2 separate regions of the Macaca mulatta genome follow, and region 2 is linked to region 1. Evidence: chromatin contacts called from public Hi-C data. All regions are on one chromosome and are shown on one strand. The core of a region is the stretch at or near the end of the contact, and the rest is flanking DNA. Distances in the headings are between cores, read along the strand shown. Region 1 overlaps SMAP2 (small ArfGAP2). Region 2 holds the start of COL9A2 (collagen type IX alpha 2 chain).

Evidence for each region. A called contact is a pair of places that touch in the nucleus more often than the background predicts.
Region 2: a contact with region 1 is called in a Hi-C map of CD4 T cells, with 3 times the contacts expected there. The contact joins the promoter of COL9A2 here to the enhancer-like site in region 1. A contact is called at or near these places in 4 of 14 Hi-C or Micro-C datasets (CD4 T cells, blood, cortical neurons and 1 more).

What each region holds. Positions count from the first base shown.
Region 1 is chr1:200,373,076-200,379,428 of T2T-MMU8v2.0, forward strand. SMAP2 (small ArfGAP2) reads right to left here. Exons shown (of 10, transcript NM_001266730.2): 2 at 1,609-1,742. Among named protein-coding and RNA genes, the nearest start is that of SMAP2, 30 kb to the right of the region's middle. Within about 2 kb of position 3,651, at least 7 of the 40 cell types and tissues checked have an H3K27ac peak or open chromatin away from gene starts, as enhancers often do. A contact at or near this core is called in CD4 T cells, where this site is marked.
Region 2 is chr1:200,443,354-200,449,533 of T2T-MMU8v2.0, forward strand. It overlaps COL9A2 (collagen type IX alpha 2 chain), which reads left to right and starts at 1,507. Exons shown (of 32, transcript XM_028835449.2): 1 at 1,507-1,658; 2 at 3,102-3,176; 3 at 4,365-4,400; 4 at 4,484-4,546; 5 at 5,981-6,034; 6 at 6,156-6,180. The coding sequence starts at 1,584.

The DNA of each region.
Region 1 (6,353 bases), core at 2,401-4,900:
GAATTCCCAATCATTTGCCCCAAGCTGTCTTTCCCCCTACTCCATAGGTTCCTTTTACTGAAATACCTGTGTACCAAGATACATTTAATTCAGTAATAAATCAAGATCTCATTTGACAGTCTTAGATACACAGCTACCAATTAAAATGTCTACTTGGCAGGCAATGATCAGTGTTACCATTCTGAGTTTATACTATTAATCAATTCCAATAAATGTGTTTCCCATTAGGCTTTTAAGTAGACTCCTTAACACTTGTGAGGGATAAATCCCAAGAGCTTTTTAAGTCTCCAAATCCCCAAATATCTTCATGGCATACAATTTCCTTCATAAGACAGAGTAAAGTGTAACTGAAAAATCTAACTCACCTTTTTAGACCTTTAATACAACTATAAATACAGTCTAAAGCAATTTCTAAAGCCATTTTCTCGTTAAGAGTAACCTCTTTTTCCATTACCAACTTTAGCAACTGGATTTGGGGGGCGGGAGGGCTTCCCTTTTACTCCCAAGAAAGAAAAAATTAAAATTAAAGCTTTTCAATGTAGGAAGAGAATAAAAAATAATGAAGCTATATCAAGGTACAGCTCTTAGGTCAGCCAGACTCATTAACTTAGGAGTCTCACTCCAAGCCCACCAAGCTAACAGCATGCAAGATTCACATATGCATTCCAGCTGTTACAGCTTTTTTAAGATGATAACAATAAATATAATATATACATTGTCTTATTTAATATACTTTTAAGGTTAATTATGTTTAAATTTATTTAAAATTTTTGAAATTTTAAATGTTATCATCTAATTCCATGTTTGTATGTGTCTAAAGATATATTAACAATCACAGAAAAGATGAGTTCACAAAAATGATATCTTTTTAATATTATGTACCATTAAAATATTTTCCATGTCTAAAACAAAGATTCACGTATGCATTTTAGCAATAAAATATTTCCATAAGTCTATGATTTGGAGGTTTTTTTAAAAAGTGATTTTTTTTTTGAGACAGGGTCTCACTCTATTTCTAAGCCTAGAGTGCAATGGCATGATCATGGCTAACTGCAGCCTCCACTTCTGCAGAGGCTCAAGCAATCCTCCCACCTCAGCTTCCCAAACTGCTGGGATTACAGGTACATACCACCAGGCCCAGCTAACTTTTTAATTCTGTATTTTGCAGAGACAGGTGTCTCACTCTGTTGCCCAGGCTGGTCTTGAACTCCTGGAGTCAGGCGATCCACCCACCTCGGTCTTACAAAGTGCTGGGATTGAGCCACCGTGCCCGACCAAAAGTGAATATTCAAAACTATAAATTTTAGACCTGCAAGTGCTAAGAGTCTTAGAAAATCACCCAAAGATCCCTCTTAATACTTTTGTGGACCCATGGAGTCCTAGACCATAGACTATTTCTGTTTTTAAGGAGGTAAAATATAGGTAGAATAACTTGTATCTTAAATAGAAAGAATAAAAATTTCTGTTAAGGTACAAGAATTTGACATAAGTGTTTAACAACTAAATTTTCCTTTATCTTTGCCTTTGTGCCCGGTTTGACTGAAATTCATCTGGAATTCCTTTTACATGGATATATGGGAGCAGCTGACTCACTCTTGGGCTAAGTACCTGAATCTGTTCTTGAGTCCACTGGTCGAGGTTAACTGACTTTACCCTGGATATGTGCACCCCCAGATTCCTGTGGATTCCAGCACATCGAATGCAGATGAACACACCAATGTTCCAAGAGGCCCATCGCGGCCCTGTGAAAGTCAGGAACAGGGCAATAAAGCACAAATTACAACATTCAAGGCCTAAACTGCAATATTAGATTATCAGACATTTCTGCTAGAACGTAAGTGAAATAATTTTTACCATAACCACCTGTTTATTGACTCTACTCATTCCTCCACGTGTCAGCTTTTCTTTAGTTTAAAATTTTTAAGTGTACAATACAGTGGTTTTCAGTATATTCACATAGTTGTGCAATGATTACTATTATCTAATTCCAGAACATTTTCATTACTCCAAAAGAAATCCCAACCCATTAGCAGGCACTACCCATTTTCTCCCAACTCTTCCCTCCCAGCCCCTGGCAACTATGAATCTACTTTTTATCTCTATGGATTGCCAATTCTGGACATTTAATACAAACAGAATTATATAATATGTGGGCATTTGTGCATGGTACAATTTTTTTACAGTGTCTGCTAATATGAGTGTTGAAACGCAGATGTTACAAGACTGTTACTTATATTAAGAAAAATCCCAGGAGTGCAAAGCCATATCATATTCTATTTGGCTGAGCACCTTATATAAACAGTCCTCTCCCAAGAGACGTCTTAGTGGTGATGGGCCTGTATTCACCACTTTTTAGTGGTGGCCTATATTCGGTTTTCCTACCAGGAAGAAAGATAGATAAGGCATGATTGTCCACGGCTCAACCTGTAATTGAAACTGTGTTTATCCTCCCCCCAACCCCAGGCCTATAAAATATGCATTCGCATTAACTTAATAGGATCCTTTCCCCTTAGGTTGATGTCCCTACTTTACTCAACTACTGAAGTATCTCATTTCTAGATTGCCAAATAATAAAGATGCTTATAGCAACAAAAAAGAAATCTCAAATATGAATTTTAATTCAAAATGTTACAGAAGCTCCCATCCCCTGCCAGCTTTACTCATCCTAATAATCACTCTGAAAAATTATCACACTCCTCTTCATAATTTTCACCCAGGAAAAAAAAATGACTCATATGAAACCTGCCAAAAACTTACTGAAAACTCAGAAATATTTCCTTCTCCGTTATCCCACTTGGCAGAAATTTACCACATAAAATAAGTGTGACATAAAAATTAGAGGATGCAATAAAGAGGTGAAAAGACACCGATTTTCTATAGAGATAAACAGGACCTACGCTTGGAACGACAAGGAGCACAAGACTTCAGTTCTTTAGGACACAGACAATTATTTGGTTAGCCAGCAGGTTTTTCAATTTTTATTTTTAAAGGCAGTCTCGCTGTCACCCAGACAGGGAGTGCTGTGGCACCATCATAGCTCACTGCAGCCTCGTCTTCCTGGGCTCAGGCAATCCTCCTGCCTCAGCCTCTGGAGTAGCTGGGACTATAGGCGTGTGCCATTCTGCCTGGCTAATATGTTTATTTACTGCAGAGACAAGGTCTCACTATGTTGCCCAGGCTGGTCTTGAACTCCTGGCCTCAAACACTTCTCCCACTTCAGCCTCCCAAAGTGCTGGGATTACAGGTGTGAGCCACTGCGCCTGGCCAGCCTGAAGGTTTTGACAGCAGTTTTAATGAAGGAATGCTAGAATCATGTGGCAGAAAATTAGTTTTAGAAATTTGAATACATGATTATTACAAATAAGAATGTAATTTTTTGACAAAGATATCACTACTATGGCAAATACTGCAACAGAAAGCTCACATTCTCCTTATTACCACCAGGTGGTGCTCTCTGCCTGAAATTTTATCCCAATGCCTTATCGTTATCACAAGCTCAGATTTATCTTCTAAAACGATATTTAGTCCCTTCACATTCCTAGATGGATTTACATAGTTGGTCCACCATGTATCTTATAAACACAAAAACGATCTGCACACTTGTTTCAGGTGGGAGAGTGTCACGTCAAACACAAAATGAAAACCCTAAACTGACGTAAATGGGGTTTCTTAGCATGCTGTCTATCCATTTTAGGTTACAGTTTTCATAAAGGAACTTCAATAAGATCTAAGTTATATAAGATTTAAAATGGTACCAAGTTAATATTTCATGTTTCTTAAAGCATTTTTTCTTTGCTCTAGATTCCGGAGTCTAGAACTCATAAGACAGTTAAGATGTATTTGTTTACTAACAAAGTCAGAAGCCAAACGCATTCATTAAAAATTGAAAGTCAGCTGTGAAACGTTACACTGTGTGCTTCCTGGCCTTAAGATGGGAAAAGGCAATTCCCAATCATCTAAGCCACTGTCACAGCTCCCACTCCAGAGTACTTAAAGTCGTTTTGCTTCTGAGGAATGCAAGGCTAAGACTTCGAGCCTTGGGGTGACTCTGAAGCCACTGACAAGGCCTCAGTACAGAAATACAGGCAGCTATATTTTCATGAAAAGCCAGAGAAGAGCCTCTTCTCCCCCGCAGATCCCCACCTGACATCCCTTCTGAAACCTTTTCCCAGTGAATATAGGGATAGTTATATCCCAGATACTCAGTCTCTTTTAGTTTTGAGACACTAGATTTATTAGTGAATAACTACATGTTCCACAAAAGATTCTGAAACTAGAGAAAAGAAAAATAAAAGAGACAAATGTTACTTATATGGCTGAAAACATGGGGAAATGGTGTAGTTACTTTTATTTCATTTTATTTTTTACAGACAGGGTCTCTCACTCTGTTGCCCAGGCTGTAGTGCAGAGGCAAGATCATGGCTCACTGTAACCTCAAACTCCTGGCCTCATGAGATTCTTCCACCTCAGCCTCCCATGTAGCTGGGACTACAGGCATGCACCACCATGCCTGGCTGATTTTCAAATTTTTTTAAAGACAAGGTCTCCCTATGTTGCTTAGGCTGGTTGTGAACTCCTGGCCTCAAGGAATCCTCTCACCTCAGCCTCCCAAAGCACTGGGATTATAGGTGTCAGCAACCATGCTCTGCCAGTTGTAGTTATTAAAAGTATAATCTTTGCTGCCAGTAAGGACTTAGGTTTGAGCGCAGTTCCTTCAATGATTACCTGTGTGACCTTCTGAGAGACGGAGCTTTAGTTTCCTCATCTATAAAATGGGTACCATAACATTCACCTCACAGTGCCTAAAACACAGAGGGACAATAACTGAGGACTATATATAAGGACATGGTATCGAATGAGGTTTCCAGAACCCACTTCCCATTCATCTTCCTGATATGAGCCAGTTAACTCATTCATATATGTAATATATACCTACACTCTGTGCAACACCACGGAGTGCTTCTTTTTATTTTAATTTTATTTTTTTGAGACAGAGTCTCGCTCTGTCACCCAGGCTGGAGTGCAGTGGTGTGATTTTGGCTCACTGCAACCTCTGCCTCCTGGGTTCAAGCAATTCTGTTCCCTCAGCTTCCTGAGTAGCTGGGACTATAGGCACATGCCACCACACCCAGCTAACTTTCATATTTTAATAGAGACAGGGTTTCGCCACATTGGCCAGGCTGGTCTCGAACTCCAGACCTCTGGTGATCCACTCGCCTTGGCCTCCCAAAGGGCTGGGATTACAGGTGTGAATCACCACGCTCAGCCAGAGTGCTTCTTTTTGGAAAGGAATATGAGTTCTGGTCCTAAAATACCAGAACCAAAATGAACTGAATATTAGAGAGAAGAAATTTACCCTAGACCCAATTTCAAAGTCTTCTAGAAAACATGAAATTTTAAGCAGCTTCCTTTATTGATCTTAAAATATTTCTTTTTTTTTTTTTTTTTTTTTTTTGAGGCGGAGTCTTCACTCTGTCGCCCGGGCTGGAGTGCAGTGGCACCATCTCGGCTCACTGCAAGCTCCGCCTCCCGGGTTCGCGCCATTCTCCTGCCTCAGCCTCCCGAGTAGCTGGGACTACAGGCACCCGCCACCGCGCCCGGCTAATTTTTTGTATTTTAGTAGAGACGTGGTTTCACCGTGTTAGCCAGGATGGTCTCCATCTATTGACCTCGTGATCCGCCCGCCTCGGCCTCCCAAAGTGCAGGGATTACAGGCGTGAGCCACTGCGCCCGGCCAAAATATTTCTTGAAAATGCACTTTTTAAACCCTCACCTGTTCCCTTTCTCTGCTACACACCCCCACCCTGCCCTTGTGCTTGCATATGCCCCCACTACACAGGCAAAGAAAGAAGGCCCAAGGCTGTCAGCCTAAGTGGTGGGTACTTGGATTCCACAGTACCTGGTATTGCTGCTGCAAGGCCAGCCTACTTTAATCTGGTAAACTTGCAAAAATGCAAGTGAAACCAATTGTTTTAACATAATGATCTCCAATTCCATCTGTGTTGCTGCAAATGTCAGTGAGTTTAAAAAAGGTGGATCTCATGAAGAGAGAGTAAATCGGTGTTCTAGAAGCCAGAAAGGGTAGGGGGATGGAGGATGAAGTGAGGTTGATTAATGGGTACAAAAATATAGTTAGCTAGCCTGGCCAACATGGTGAAACCCCATCTCTACTAATAATACAAAAAATTAGCCGGGCATGGTGGCACGTCTGTAATCCCAGCTACTGGGGAGGCTGAGGCAGGAGAATTGCTTGAATCCAGGAGTCAGAGGTTGCGACGAGCCAAGATCACACCACTGCACATCAGCCTGGGCGACAGAGCAAGACCCTGTCTCAAAAAACCCCAAAAATACAA
Region 2 (6,180 bases), core at 257-2,756, 68 kb after region 1:
CTTCCCCACATTGGATGCCAACCTAGTAAAACAGCTATCCATAAATAACAATGAAAGCCAAACTGCATCAAGCACCTACTATGTGCTGGTTCGAGGTTAAACGCCTCACATGAGTCATCGCATTCAATCTCCATAAAACCCCTTTAAGATAAGGACTATTTGCCGGGCACGGTGGCTCATGCCTGTAATCCCAGCACTTTGGGAGGCTGAGGCAGGCGGATCACCTGAGGTCAGGAGTTCAAGAGCAGCCTGGCCAACATGGCAAAACCCCATCTCTACTAAAAATATAAAACTTAGCCAGGCATGGTGACTCATGCCTGTAATTCCAGCTACTCGGGAGGCTGAAGCAGAGAAATCGCTTGAACTTGGGAGGAGAGGTTGCAGTGAGCTGACATCGCACCACTGCACTCCAGAGCCTTTTAAGACTGTCTTTAAAAAATACATATATATATTAGATATATAGACTATACAGATATATAGACTATTAGTATCCCCATTTTACAGATGAGGAAACTGATACTTCATAGAGTTTTAGGTGCCTGTAGTCATATGTATAATTGTGACAAAGTCAGATTCCAAAGCATTTTACCAATATTGCTTAAGTGAGTGGTAGGGAAGGGAAGGCTCTCTGGAGTCAGGCTATGCTGGACAGTGGGGTTTGGAAACTCTGGTGAATAAAGTGGTAGTTGTTTCTATGAACATGGAGTGAGAAGGCCCAATCCTAAACACACCAGTGCTTAAGGCAGCTGCAGAGAATAAAAGGGAATGGAAAAAGGGGAGCTGGATGGCAGGAGCTTGGATGGGGAAGACTTCAAGGTCAGGTGAAGATGCCAACAGCTTCCTGCCTGGAGGACTGAAGAAGGGTTGGGCTTCACTGGAGACCCCCAGGAGACGGATCTGCTTGTTGGGACAGAGGTAGGGAGGTGAAAGCGAGGTGAGGAAGTTGGGGGTTGGGGGAGGTGCACACAGCTCCACTAAAGAGCTGGAAGAGGCCGATGGAGTATTCATGAGACGGCTGATCCAGGAAGGGCTGTGGCATATTAATATGAAAAAGGCCTATTTGTGCTTGGAGAGGAAGGAGCCAGAGGAGAGGGGAGCAAGGTGGGCGGGAGCTGGGGAGAGCCTGCAGTAAGGTCTGCAGAGACCGAGGCGCTCTCGGCCTGGGCCCTGGAGAGGACGTGGGGTAAGTGATGGGGCACAAGCTGTGCGTCGGGGGAAGGTGCTGGGGCCTGAAGGTCCTGAGGGGGACCTCAGACGGCCTTATGCCTCCTCACAAAGAAACAGGACCATCATCTCCGTCCGGCACCCCGGTCGCCCCTCGGATTACCAGGCAAAGGCGCCCGGGAAGCCCGGGCAGAGCATAGAGGGTGGACCCAGCGGGGCGGAGCTGGATGCCGGGCGCCGGCCTCCCTCCCCGCAACCCCGCCGGTCCTCTCAGGTGACAGCTCACGCCGGCCCCCGCCCCGCCCCCCGCATATTCAGGAGCCCCGGCCCACCCCGCCCGCGAACAGCCAGCGCCAGGAGCCTCTGCCGTCGGTGCGTGCGCGGACCCGCACCCGTCCCCCTTGACCTCGCCGCCCGCCATGGCCGTCGCTGCGGCCGCCCCCCGCTGCCTCCTTGTTCTTCTCCAGGTGCTAGTGCTCGCTCTGGCGCAGATCGTAAGTCTCGCAGCCCCTCCGCTGCCAGGGTCCAGGGTGCAGGGTCTGGGGTCCGGGATGGAGGAGCTCTGCCTGTGTCCCGCGCCTACTGACAACCCTAGCCCGAGGGGCCACCTGAGGACAGCGCCGCCGGCAGGTCCCCTGGGTGGGTGCATACATGGTGCCCATCGCGGCACCGTGAATGGAGGTGGCTGAGTCGGAGAGTCAGAGGGGACCCGTCCCGAGACGCGCGGCCCTGCCTGGGACAGGCAGCGTGGGGCAGGAGCTGGCGCCCGGTCCTGGCAGCCTGGGGAGCCCAGGTGGCAGGGCATACAATGGTGCTCATTCACCCGCTGCGCAGCCTCCGCCCCCGCCGCCTCCCAGGGGGCGCCGGCTCCAACCAGACGCCGCTATCGCCCCTAGGCGGCCTCTTGGCCCTGCCCGCCAACCCACGTCTCCCTTCCGAGGGCCGCCGGGGGGCTGCGGGCGCGCGGGTAGGGCAGAGACTGGGCCCCGTGGGGTGCTGGGTGTGGTTCCGAGCTCGCCTGCGGGGCGCCAGCCTGGCACTTCGCGGCCTGGGGAGGTGGTGGGCACCGGGACCCCTGCCTGGGTCCGAGCTGGCCTCTGAAAAGGGCCGCCTTTTAAGATCTTTGATCTGTTCAGAGATGGGCAGCAGGACGGAAATTCTCCAGCTGTGAGCTCCCCTCACCTTGATATGACTTGTGACCTCCCTGAAACCTCACACCTACCTGCATTGAATTGCAGGCAACCGGGGTCCACGGAGAGGGTCTGCTTTCTGGGAGGTGCAAGCTCCTCCTGCTTGCCCGCAGCAGTCAGGACTTAGCGGAGGGAGGACCCGGCAGTTGTGCTGCGGGAGGGGCGCTCCGAGTGGGAAGAGAGTACCCGCTTCACCTCCCTACACCTCCTTTCCCTGCGCCTCCCCCACTTTCCCGTCGGGTTTTCCCGCACCATGGGGAGAGAAGGAGGCGCTGTCTCTGCCTGTGGTTCGCGTAAGAACAATAACCCGAGTCACCGCTCACTGAGGGCCGGCAGCCTGCTAGGCACAACCTTGCATTCCATCTGTGATTTATTTGAGCTGCCCACGTCTCCAGCTATTCCCCACCGCCACCGCGCAAGGGCAACCTGGCACAGTAGCAGTCGGCACCCAGGGCGGAGTCCTGGCGCCACCGCCCACTCTCAGTGACCATGGACCCTTCATGTTCAGAGCCAGTTTCTGCGACTGCAAACGGCGGCCCGTAACAGCGCCCGCCTCCCGGTTCTGAGTATTCGTTAAGATAATGCATGTAATAGCACACAGTGCCTGATATGCAGAAGGTTCTCAATACGTGGGAGTTCACGGAGGAGGTGCGCCCCTAGGACCCCGCTCCCAGGGCCGCTTGCAGCCCCGGGGACGCCCAGCTTCCCGCACTGTCTGAGGACTGCCCCCGCCGTGTGTGTTTTCAGAGAGGTCCACCGGGAGAACGGGGCCCCCCGGGCCCCCCGGGACCGCCGGGAGTGCCTGGATCCGACGGCATCGACGTGAGTCTCTAACCGGGGACCAGGGCGGGAGGGAGGCGGCGGACAAAGGAGAACTTTGTGAGCGCTGTGGTGGGGGTGGGGACTGGGGTGCCCAGAGATGTAGTGCCCCCGTCGCCAGTAGGCGGCGCCGGCCCGCACCACAAGGACGCCGTTTGTTCTGCAAAAACCTCAATCCAGGCCTGACTTGCGGAGCGGGTCGTAGCCGCCGACGGACAAGGAGCTGCTGTTAAGTCCGCCGGCCGCAGCTCAGAGCGAGGCCTCATCCCCCTCCTCTCCTTTCCCCTCCTTGTGGGGTGGGAGGCGTCTCAACCCCTCACCCTGCCTCTGGCACATCTGGACGCTTCTTCAGGGTCATTGGGAGCCTTGGCCAGACCGCCGACCAGCTTGGGCCAGACTCCTGTCTCTTCCCTTCGGTTTTCTCTCCCTGATTTAGAATCAGCTGGGCTTGTTCCCTGCAGGGCGAGGGTTAAATACTTCATTCTGAAGGCTCCCGCAGGAGGGCCGCTTGATGTTTACCAGTCTGGACAGACTTCTATTCAACCTGGTGCCCCCACCCCCTAAACACAGGATGCTGGGCCCCCGGCCAGGCCCTGGCTGCTAAGGGCTCTGAAATGCCTGGAGGCCTCTCTGGGGCTGAACCGGACTCCACCGGCCCTGCCTGCCCACCACCAAGGGTCCTTTGTCACTGGAAGGAGGTCCTTCCCTCCTTGGGAACACTGAATTTCTCCCTCACAGTCCCCCTTGGTCCTTGCCACTGGCTCAGTTTCCTGTTCTCCTGCCCTACAGTCTGGAATAGAGCTGCTGCCCAACTTGCTCATCCCCCTTCACGTTTCTCCAGAAGCCCCAACCTTCCTCCCACACGTGCCCAAATCCAAGAGGCATCAGCTCGGAGCCCCCAGCCCTGGTAGTGGGTCTCACAGCTGGCACTTCATGACATCAGCATGTCTGTACCTTCTTGCATGTTGCTGTCACCCTCTCCAGCCCAGCCAGGTTTATTCTCATGCTCCTATAATTTGCATTTGGGTTTTATTTTTGAGGAAAAGGGGGCTCTTTTCTCAAAAATTGCAAGGCTTAGGGGATGTAGACAGAAGAGAGGAGAGTGAGGAGAGCCTTTGGGAGCGGCCTGCCAGGGCCTGTGTGTGCCCACGTGGGCCGTATTGTGCTGTCTCACCAACTTGTATCTTGCAGGGTGACAAGGGGCCCCCTGGCAAAGCTGGCCCTCCGGTGAGTGCTTTATCCTCTTTAGCCTTGACCCTTCCTGCTCTTGCTCTCCTCTGGCTCATGTTTGTTCCATCTCTGTTTTCAAGGGACCCAAGGGTGAGCCTGGCAAAGCCGGGCCAGATGGTCCAGACGGGAAGCCTGGGATTGATGTGAGTACCTGCATGTCGGATGGGGTAGGGATGGGGTAGGGAAGGGCTCCACCAATTGACCTCCAGGGCCTGGCTCTGGCATCTTCACTGATCTGTTCAGAGATGGGCAGCAGGATGGAGAATCTCCAGCTGTGAGCCCCCCTTCACCTTGGTATGACTTGTGACCTCCCTGGAACCTCACATCCCCCCGCCAGGGGCATAGATTTGCAGGCAACCGGGGTCCAGAAAGAGGGTCTGCTCCCCTGCACCAGTCAGGACTTAGTCTCACATTTCTGGCCTCCAAGGATCAGGTTGAATATGTTGGGTGGGGCTGTCCTTGTGTGCCCTGTCCTCCCTCTGCTCTTCCCCCGACCCCTGCCCACAGTCTCAGGCATGACTCAGGAGAGAAACATCATTTAGCTGATACCACAGAGCTCCCAGGGGCCCCCAAGGTCACAGGCTCCTGGACACAGCCAGTCCCAGGGGCATGAGGACGACATCTGGTGGGAGTTACACTGGGTCAGTCACTGAAAGATGGGAGAAAGGAGAAACCCCCATGACTTGCCTCTGCCCTGCTGGTTCATGAGGTGTGACCAGGGCTGGGACAGTCACCAGGGCCTCTTCAAACTCATCCATACCCTGCAATCATTACAAGGCATATTGCCTTCTATATTGCATTGGTTCTCACATCCACCCAGAGAGGCACCCACATGAGAAACTAAGGCTCAGAAAAAGCTTCCAGTGGCCTGGTGTGGTGGCTCATGACTGTAATCCCAGCACTTTGGGAGGCCAAGGTGGGCAGATTACTTGAGGTCTCAGGAGTTCAAGACCAGCCTGGCCAAGATGACAAAACCCCGTCTCTACTAAAAATACAAAAATTACCCAAGCATGGTGGCACGTGCCTGTGGTCCCAGGTACTTGGGAGGCTGAGGCACAAGAATCACTTGAACCCAGGAGGCGGAGGTTGCAGTGAACTGACCTTGCACCACTGCACTCCAGCCTGGGCAACAGAGTGAGACTGTGTTGGAAGGAAGGAAACGGGAGGGGAGGGGAGGAGAAGGGAAGGGAAGGAAGAAAAGAAAGAAGAGAAAGTAAAGAAAGAAAAGAAAAGGAAAAAGTTGCCAGGGCAGGACGTCAAGCAAATGACCAATCTTGACCCATGGCTAGGTCTTTTGACTCCTGAACCCAGAGACATGAAGCCTGGGCCTGGCATGAAGCCAAATCTTTGGGCTTTGGTTTCTCATCTTTCAAAAGAAGGGAATTGTTCTACCTGCCTCCTAGGGTTACTATGGGAACTGGGGAAAAGGAAAGACAGGTGTCAAGGTTCCCAGGCCTTCATGAGGTATGGTGAAAGGGACCATTGGCCCACCCAGGAGGGACCCTTGAACCTGTCCTGTTCTGTGGGTCAGGGGGCAGGTTGGCCCTCACTGATCCTACATTTTCATTCTTCTGCAGGGTTTAACTGGAGCCAAGGGGGAGCCTGGCCCCATGGGGATCCCTGGAGTCAAGGTAAGGGGCCTGCTGGGGCCTCAGCAGGGGCAATCTAGGGCCAGCATTTGGGAGTGGCTGTAGATAGGAAGTAGGGGCCAGGGAAACCCCAGTCTCTGAGCCTTTCTCGTTGCTCCCGCAGGGCCAGCCCGGGCTTCCTGGTCCTC